3 separate regions of the Mus musculus genome follow, and regions 2 and 3 are each linked to region 1. A link is a contact called in public ChIA-PET and promoter capture Hi-C data. All regions are on one chromosome and are shown on one strand. The core of a region is the stretch at or near the end of the contact, and the rest is flanking DNA. Distances in the headings are between cores, read along the strand shown. Region 1 holds the start of Lgalsl (lectin, galactoside binding-like). Region 2 overlaps Peli1 (pellino 1). Region 3 has its middle 60 kb from the start of Vps54.

Region 1 (2,700 bases), core at 59-2,558:
TGATATATTGTACCACGCTTAGCTAATAGCAAATAATTCAATGATTTTTTCCCTATGCTGACTCTTAGAAATTCAGAGAATCAAAGTATGACTTTAAAATATCAAGTTTCTTGTAATTGCCTAGTATGTTAGAATAATTAATAGGTGTGATTCTCAAGCTCAGATGAGTAAACAGGAGCAAAATGGGAGCCACAATGACAACTCTTCAGTCTCTAATTCTGAGAACCACTTCCACAAAGGCTCCGACTGTGGATTACAGGCATGTTCCCTGTCCCACAGAGATTACCATGATTAGCACTGGTCCATAAAGGGACACAAAAGCTGCAGAGACGCCAGGTCCCCCAAAGGGCCCCTCTGGGACTGTAGCAGCTCACTTGCTCAAGCTCCTTGCTTATTAGTGTGGTGATTCACACAGTGCATTGGGCAAGCCGAGTATGTCACCTAATAGAGAGTATGTTGATACAGCCTTATCTGAGAAGTTACATAATTATGCTAGTGTCAGGATACCATTACAGGAGTCTGAGCCTTAGCGTGAAAGAGGAGTGTATTCCCTAGGAAGTATTACACAAAGAAGGACTGGAGACTCCATTACCCCAAACTAAGCAAGTGACGTAAAATAGCTAAGGACAGAAACTGTGTCCACTTCAAGTTGCGGCTTGGCCGGGCACCTGCTGAAGAATGCTTCCGGGACCCCGACACTAGCCTGCGCTTCCCTGGGAACAGAGGGTTGGTCGGCGCTCAGCAAACTGTCCCCCTAGAGTCCTGGCTGCTTCTTTATTTAGGGTCAAATATGTACAAGCCTTGGACCTCCATTCTCCTTCTCCTCCAAACAGTGCAACTATCTTTCCTCCCACTAGGTTGGAATTCTCTGAAAGAAGCCATACCAGGTCTTCCTCTTTGGAGTCCTCCACCTTCTCTCGACCTCACTCCTGATCCACCCCCACAGTCCCCCAGGATGCGGAAGGAGGTGAGTGAGTAGGGTACCGACCAGGAGTGTCCCCAGCACCTGTCACCTGGCCCACCTGGGCCCTCCCTTCACCCCTTTCCCCAGCCCCACCCACCTTCCCGCCGACAGGCCACCGCCCTCCGGCCTTCAGCCGTGGTCCAATGGCCGTAGGGCAGGGCACGCTTAGCAAGCCGCGGCTCCCGGGCCCCGTCCCCGCCCTGTTCCCGGTTCTCGGTTCCCGAGCCGAGCCCTGCCGCCTTTAAATGCCACCCCAGGCCAACGCACTGCGGCCCTCGCCACCGTCATCCCCTCGCCGCCGCGATCTCCGCGCCGCCCGCCTCCCTTCCCCCTCCCGGGCCTGCGGCCGCGCCAGCCTGGGGCGTGCACGCGCGCCCGTGTGTGCGCGCGCCCGGCTCGGACCCGCGCCCGCCGCCGCGTCCCCGGCGCTCGCTGCAGGAACATGGCGGGGTCGGTGGCCGACAGCGACGCCGTGGTGGTGAGTGCAGCGGCCTCCCGCGAGGCGGGTAGCTCAGAGGGCCGGGGCAAGGACTACGGACCCGCGGTGCCGCGGGAAGCGCGGTACCTGTCAGCCGCCGCGGGGTGCGAGCTCGGGGGGCCCCGGGCGCGGGGCAGGAGGGCGCCGGCCAGGTGCGCGCTGGGCGCGTGTGCGTGCACGTGGGTTAGTGTGGGGCCGCGGTCCCGGCGTCCGGGATTTACCCCTTTGGAAACGGTCCCGCGCCGGGGGCTCCGGAGAGAAGCCGAGCGCTGCCGCTGCACTCCAGCCACGTCCCCGAGGACAGGCCAGGGGGCAGAGACTCCGGGAGCGTTTGTGCTTGGAGAGGGGCCTGCCGCCCACCTACACGGGCTTTGCTTCCCGGGTGGGCCGCGACCTTGAATTTGATCCGGTCTCAAGAGCCTGGGGATCATCAGAGGCTTAGACCGGATGGAAAGGCCGGGTTTTGTTTCGCGGTTATTTAATGGGCTATAAAGAGGCATCATATGTATGTGTGTCTGTGGAGGGCTGCTGGATCACTACAGATTTGTGTTGATTCCTCATCCTTCCATTCACTCCCTAATAAACAAGGGTCTGTGGAAAGCCAATCTGTGTGCTTCTATTTTTAGAAACTTGATGATGGGCACTTAAACAACTCCTTGGGTTCTCCAGTTCAAGCCGACGTGTACTTCCCACGACTGGTAAATCAATGTGCTCCGTGTCTCTGCCTTTATCCTTTTCCCCTCTGGTGCATTTCCTTGCTTTCTAATGGGTCTGATTCTCAGGGCTGAGGGTTTGGCTCGTCTCTAACAGCCCATAAACATCCTGTCTCTCCCCTCTTCCTTTGCAGATAGTTCCATTTTGTGGGCACATTAAAGGTGGCATGAGACCAGGCAAGAAGGTATTAGTGATGGGCATCGTAGATCTCAACCCCGAAAGGTAAGGGCAGAGCCCTGCCATTGCTGAGTCCCGCGGCTGCCTCCTCCCCTTACCCTACTTGCACAGTGTCACTAGTTAGGAGTGCCAAGAAAGTACCATGTTCCCATGAAAAGAATGTGTATCAATCCTAGCCATCATCTCTGCAGATAGCTATTTATATCAGTGATGATAAAAATAGGCCTACAGTTAATCTTTGACCCTTGAGAAGGCCAAAAGACTTCTTTTTTTATGGTTTTGAAACACGGTAGTCGTAACCAAACCTGTTAGAATAAATAAGAACCAAACTTACAAGATGTTTCCCTTGTCAAGTTCTGTGGCTGTT
Region 2 (2,700 bases), core at 82-2,581, 310 kb before region 1:
GCGTCTACTGAACACACGCCTTCTCTACAAAGGAACAGGAGGAAACAGGTTAGAAGACCAGCCCTTCTACAGACTCTTCGGCTCTCAAACAGTAATCAACGAGCAGCCAAATCAAGGCTTGATATCTAACTTTGATATAAAACAAGGCTGAAATCTAATCAACTTCAATTTACCAGTTCTAATGCAGCTCATTTATTTAACCTAACAAGGACCTAACATAGATGATGTAATGCTTATGTACAACTTCTAGAAGTCAAGGAACTCTGTAATTGTTCTTATCTGGACCCCACATTACTGAATTAATTCAGTCTGTGCTATAAACTGGAAAGAGAAATTCCAAGGCAAAATGAGGACTGAAAACTTCCTCTACTTTTACACTGACTACTTTTAAACTTACGGTTACATTTCCTCACCTGGCCTCTAAAACTTGGTGAGGAAATGAAGTGGGCTGGGAGGGCTGACAAGGCCTCGAGGGTGAGAAGTTACACTGTGGGCACTGCTGAAAATGTGCTCCCATTGCACATGGAGGTGGGGCAAAACATAAGCATGTCATATGCCAAGAAGAAAATAAACCCAGAGAACTCAGACAGCCTTAGAGAATCAAGATATTTTCTTTTGATTTCTACCTGCCTCTGGTCTGTCATTTTTAATGCGGAATTCCATATGGCAGCTTTTCAAATACCATCAATTCAAAACAGAAATGTGAAGCACTGCAGACCACACATAAAAATATTTCAACTTTCCAAGTTAACTTCTTTACAACTTTATCTTACCTTGGCAGCCTGAGGAGTACATGCAATGTGCACGGTGCTAGGCTTCACCCCATTTGCCTTAGGTCTTTTAAACAAAGCAAACCTACTTTTCCTCCTTCCTCTATCACCGTTTGGGAGAGATCCATTATATCTGATAAGAAAGGAAAAAAAAAGTTTAGCTGGTCTCTTGTAAGGATCACACTACTATGAAGCAAAGTTATTGTTTGCCTCCACGTACATTCAATCCTTGATGACCGCAGATTCCTTCTAGCAACTGCTCATCTCCAGAACAGCTGCATGGGTCTGAATCAAAATGAGGATCTGTCTGGCTATGTTTTGAACCACATAGAAGTATTGTACACAGCTTTAAGTTATCTATATAAGCAAGAACTGAGTAACAGAAATATTGTGATATATTTTAAGGTATATTTTTTTGCAGCAGTAATTGAAACAGATTCTCCTTTAATTGTGAACCCAACACCATAATGCTCAACTTCTGAAACAAGCAGTGTCTGGCCTTGTAAAGTCCTAACTACCTGAATAGAGCACTGGTGTGTTGTCAGCTCCTATCCAACTGAGTTTTATTCCAACTATGTTACATCTACATCTGCTGCTTCACTCTTCCAATCATTTCTCTAGAGCACATGTTAATCTCATGGCAAGCAAGTAAGACATATAAAACAAGTGCGGAAAAGTGAAAACAAACTTAAACATCTGGGCATGTATCACACACCCAGGAAGCACTGAACTCTACGTCAATTAACCCTACACTCAAAAGCAAAAACAAACAAAACCTGCTAGGTTAAACAGGCATACAGCAATTAGTTTTCTCAAGTCCCAGAATGACACTGGCAAACCAGAATATGAATCCATGTATGACTGCTACATATGACATAAGCTGAGTCACCTGGGAGGAGGGTGTCTCAGGGAAGAACTGCCTCCATCAGACTGACTGTGTAGAGGCATTTGAGGGAAATGGAGTATAGTCTGTTGTGGGTGTTCAGAAGACAGTATGAGCGGCATTAATTATTGATTATTGATACAGCAGGGTCCAGCCCAGTACAGGTGGTACTACCCATGGGCAAGTGGTCCTAGGTTATGTAAGAAAGCAAGCTGAGCAAGCCAGTAAGTAGCATTCCTCCACAGTCTCTGCTACAGTTCCTGCTTTGAGCTCCTTCCCTGGCTTCCTGTGATAATGGACTATAAAGTATAAGTGGAACAAACCCTTTCTGCCACAAGTCAGTTTGGCCAGTATATGACTACAGCAATAGAAAATTAAGTAGAACACCATGTCCTTGGGGCTGTATGTGTGCCATTCCTACTGCTCCCTTGAGACGTAAGCAGCAATTCAACAATAATACTCCTTGTTCACTGTTTCTTCACCCTAATGAAAATCTTTACCCTCTCAAATATAGCTGCTCTATCTGAGCAGAAATGAAGTAGAAAATAGGGAAGGATTTGAGGATGATGGAGGTGATTACAAAATGGCCTGAAATAGTAATTAACAAGGAAAAAGAATCATATTTCAAAGCTGAGGAGTTCATTCAGTGACTGCCATATGTAAAAATTACATAAATTTGAGCAATGCTTACCATGCGCCAGGCTGAGTCTGGTCCTCAGCACCGTAAATGCAGGGAGAGATGGAGGGAGACAGCGAGGATGAACTATGTGCTCAGATAGAGTCTTGCTATCAGGTTCTGTAAGGGGGGGCTCTCCTGGCTAAGACACTGTTTTAGCTCATACATTGTCACCAGACCTACTGTAGGTTCGTTACTGCCCTCACATTGTCTTCTGAAGGGCCTCAACTAATTCCTCTTCCGAATGCCTCTCGACCACCTTGTCCAGTTCACTTCTAGAATCATATTTGTATTTTAAGCTACCAAGAAAATACAAAGGTGATTACTACTGCTAACGCTTAGCTGATTATTATTATTGTTATTATTATTAT
Region 3 (2,700 bases), core at 141-2,640, 350 kb before region 1:
GTAGGGCATTAAAAAAAAAGTTTTTCTTTTGTTTTTAAAATTTTAATAATTTAATTACATCATTTCCCCCTTATATCCGTGTGTGTGTGTCTAATCTCCTTTTTGTTTGGCTTTTGCTTTTGTTTTTTATTTGTTTTATTTTGAGACAGGGTCTCACTATGTTGCCCTGGTTGTCCCGAAACTTGCTGTGTAGATCAGGCTGGTCTTGAACTCACAGCAATCCAACTGCCTCCGCCTCCCAAGTGCTGAGATTAAATGCATGTGCCACATGCTGAGCTACATATTCCTAAATATAGCCTGCTTAATCTGCATGTTACTTGCACGTATGTTTCAGGGCTGATCATTTGTATTCAGAAGACTACTTCTTCCACTCTGAGGCTTTCTTTTCAAAGCTATTTTTGTTCTGAAGTTATTTGTATTTCCTCCTACTTTTGCTTTAATTGTATTTTTTTTTTGAAGTTTGGTATTCATTTATAAACACAAGTTCACTCATACTTATGTCTACCCAACACTGAAATCACTAACTAGGTCCTCAGTCTGTCACATTCCTAGAATTGCTGTTAAGAGTGAAGAGACAACCGGGCGTGGTGGCGCTCGCCTTTAATCCCAGCACTCGGGAGGCAGAGGCAGGCGGATTTCTGAGTTGGAGGCCAGCCTGGTCTACAAAGTGAGTTCCAGGACAGCCAGGGCTACACAGAGAAACCCTGTCTCGAAAAAAAAAAAAAAAAAAACAGAAAAAAAAAAAAAAAAGAGTGAAGCGGCTGGGGTGGCAAACGGCCTGAAGGCCAAGGTGAAACATTCTTGTTCTTTATACTTGTTGTGTGGCAGAGGCCACAGTACTGACCCAGGATGGAGGTAGAGAGTGGAGGAGAAGAGACAGGATTCTGGAAATGAGGCTACTGGGCGTCATCACCTTATTCTTGTCTTTGTGTGAGCAAGACCTTTCTCTATCTTCCAAGAATTTTTTTTTTAATGCCTTGCTGCCTGGTTTTATTCTTTCTGGGTTTGGGGTAACAGAATGGATGGTACTTTTGTCAAATACCCGCACAGTATCTGGCAGCCTCTGGAGGAAACCTGGTAAGTTTTTTCTCTGAAAATAGCTACATCTGTGAAGTATCTGACCGGAAGCAGAGTAGCAAGGAAAAAAAAAAAAAGCCACTGCAATGTATATATGCTACAGCTGTCAGCTAAAGAACGAACCATCAGATAGCCAATGAAAGGAGGCGAGAGATTCATACTCCATTTTCAGAAGGAAGATGGACAAGTTAGCAATCTGGGACAGATGAGGAGATCCTCCCAACAGATGAGACACACAGTGGTCTGCTGCAAACACTGTAGGTGTAGTGTACACACGGCTTGTTTCCGTGATGACGAGAAACTCCCAGAGAGGAACCTATTCCCCTTGAGTTCCTTTTAGAAAACCTGTCCTTGGGCAGATAAGGAAGCTCAGAAAGAGCCATTCCCTGAATCTGCTGACTTTCAGATTTTATCTTAAGATCATCAACACACCCAAGCAGCAAATTTGAGGGTGTCATGTCCCTAATTCCTTCACTTTGGTTTTTCTCAGCCATGCAAACTTGCTTCTTTTGGACATACTAACCGCACCAAGCAGGTAGGCTACAAATAAACAAAAAAAAAGTATTTATTTGACAAAATTATCCCAGTGCTGGGATCCTGACTCTGGTGCTCCTGCAGGGAGCCAGAATCGAGCTTAGAGCTGCTGTCTCCCAAGTTGTCAACCTGTATTCTCTTTCAGTCTTCTCATGTGTCAAAGCCTTGCTAGTGCTGTAGAGAATAAGGACACACAGAACTAGAAAGGCTAAGGCAGTAGAAAACCAGTCAGTATTTACCTAAGATTACAATGAGCTAATGTGAGCTTCTGCTGCTGAGTGGTGAAGGACATCCTTGATTCTGGAGATGACAGTTTCTCGTGGGTACCCTTCAATGGGTGACTTTCTGTTTAACTCTACTCAGTGCTTGTAGTTTACATTTCTGCTTCTACTCCCGGCTCAGGGAACGGCAGGCAGTGAGGTTGTATGCACATTAATTTTGAATGTAGGATTTAAGTGTTCAATGACCTTGTTGAAAACCCCTTGTTGCTAATGTGTTACAGCAGGTGGCAGCCTTTCCCTGAGAGAGGGGAAGAGCCAATGCAAAACTGGCTTTGGTTTCAATAGTTTAGTGTTTGTCTTCCTCTGATACAAGCATCAAGTCTTGAAGTGGTGGATTTATTAAAGAAGAGAGGTGTACAGGAGCCTGGACCCTGGCATGGTGATATGTGTGTATCTTCCAGAGATGGCCGCAGAGACACTGTCTCTAAGGAGTTAGTCAGATGCCCTAGGAGAATCTGGCCAAGTGAAGACACTACCAAACATGGTGGGCACAGGTGTCAGCATGAGGTTCAGAAAATGGCTCTGAGCTAGACACAGGACAACACAGAACTTCCCCAGAGACTTGGAACATAAATCATTAGCCGTGTACTGAAAATGCATCTGATAGCAGAAGTACCCCCCTTTTCATTACAGATCTGTAAACAGCCGTGTAAACTAATCTGCTAAATTAGAAAGTACAGTGAGTTATTTGGACACAGATTTGCAAAGTTCTTAGTAAAAAGTCAGACGTGGTGGAGAATCTTGGTGGAGACGCTAGAAACCTGATGCTCAGTTTTCTTACTGGCAGGATCACCATTTGTGATGATTA

What was found. Promoter capture Hi-C pulls out the DNA fragments that hold promoters and counts their contacts. ChIA-PET counts read pairs in DNA pulled down with a chosen protein or histone mark.
Region 2: an RNA polymerase II ChIA-PET map of memory CD8 T cells shows a contact between it and region 1, with 58 read pairs. The contact joins the enhancer-like site here to the promoter of Lgalsl in region 1. A contact is called at or near these places in 8 of 39 promoter capture datasets (the C10 cell line, cranial neural crest, embryonic stem cells and 4 more), 1 of 484 Hi-C or Micro-C datasets (bone marrow-derived macrophages), 3 of 115 datasets of contacts at active chromatin or transcription factors (bone marrow-derived macrophages, memory CD8 T cells and stem cell-derived neural progenitor cells) and 2 of 9 other capture datasets (adipose tissue and macrophages).
Region 3: a contact with region 1 is called in a promoter capture Hi-C map of pre-B cells, with 1.9 times the contacts expected there. The contact joins the enhancer-like site here to the promoter of Lgalsl in region 1. A contact is called at or near these places in 12 of 39 promoter capture datasets (the 3T3-L1 cell line, 3T3-L1-derived adipocytes, HPC-7-derived erythroid cells and 7 more), 3 of 484 Hi-C or Micro-C datasets (bone marrow-derived macrophages, cerebral cortex and embryonic stem cells), 15 of 115 datasets of contacts at active chromatin or transcription factors (bone marrow-derived macrophages, cardiomyocytes, craniofacial prominence and 10 more) and 3 of 9 other capture datasets (adipose tissue, embryonic stem cells and liver).

What each region holds. Positions count from the first base shown.
Region 1 is chr11:20,829,716-20,832,415 of GRCm38.p6, reverse strand. Lgalsl (lectin, galactoside binding-like) reads left to right here and starts at 1,308. Exons shown (of 5, transcript NM_173752.4): 1 at 1,308-1,442; 2 at 2,069-2,140; 3 at 2,290-2,378. The coding sequence starts at 1,407.
Region 2 is chr11:21,138,767-21,141,466 of GRCm38.p6, reverse strand. Peli1 (pellino 1) reads right to left here. Exons shown (of 7, transcript NM_023324.2): 3 at 774-903. Among named protein-coding and RNA genes, the nearest start is that of Peli1, 49 kb to the right of the region's middle. Within about 2 kb of position 1,331, at least 18 of the 459 cell types and tissues checked have an H3K27ac peak or open chromatin away from gene starts, as enhancers often do. A contact at or near this core is called in memory CD8 T cells, where this site is marked.
Region 3 is chr11:21,177,966-21,180,665 of GRCm38.p6, reverse strand. No RefSeq gene overlaps it. Among named protein-coding and RNA genes, the nearest start is that of Vps54, 60 kb to the left of the region's middle. Within about 2 kb of position 1,390, at least 76 of the 459 cell types and tissues checked have an H3K27ac peak or open chromatin away from gene starts, as enhancers often do. A contact at or near this core is called in effector CD8 T cells, memory CD8 T cells and pre-B cells, where this site is marked.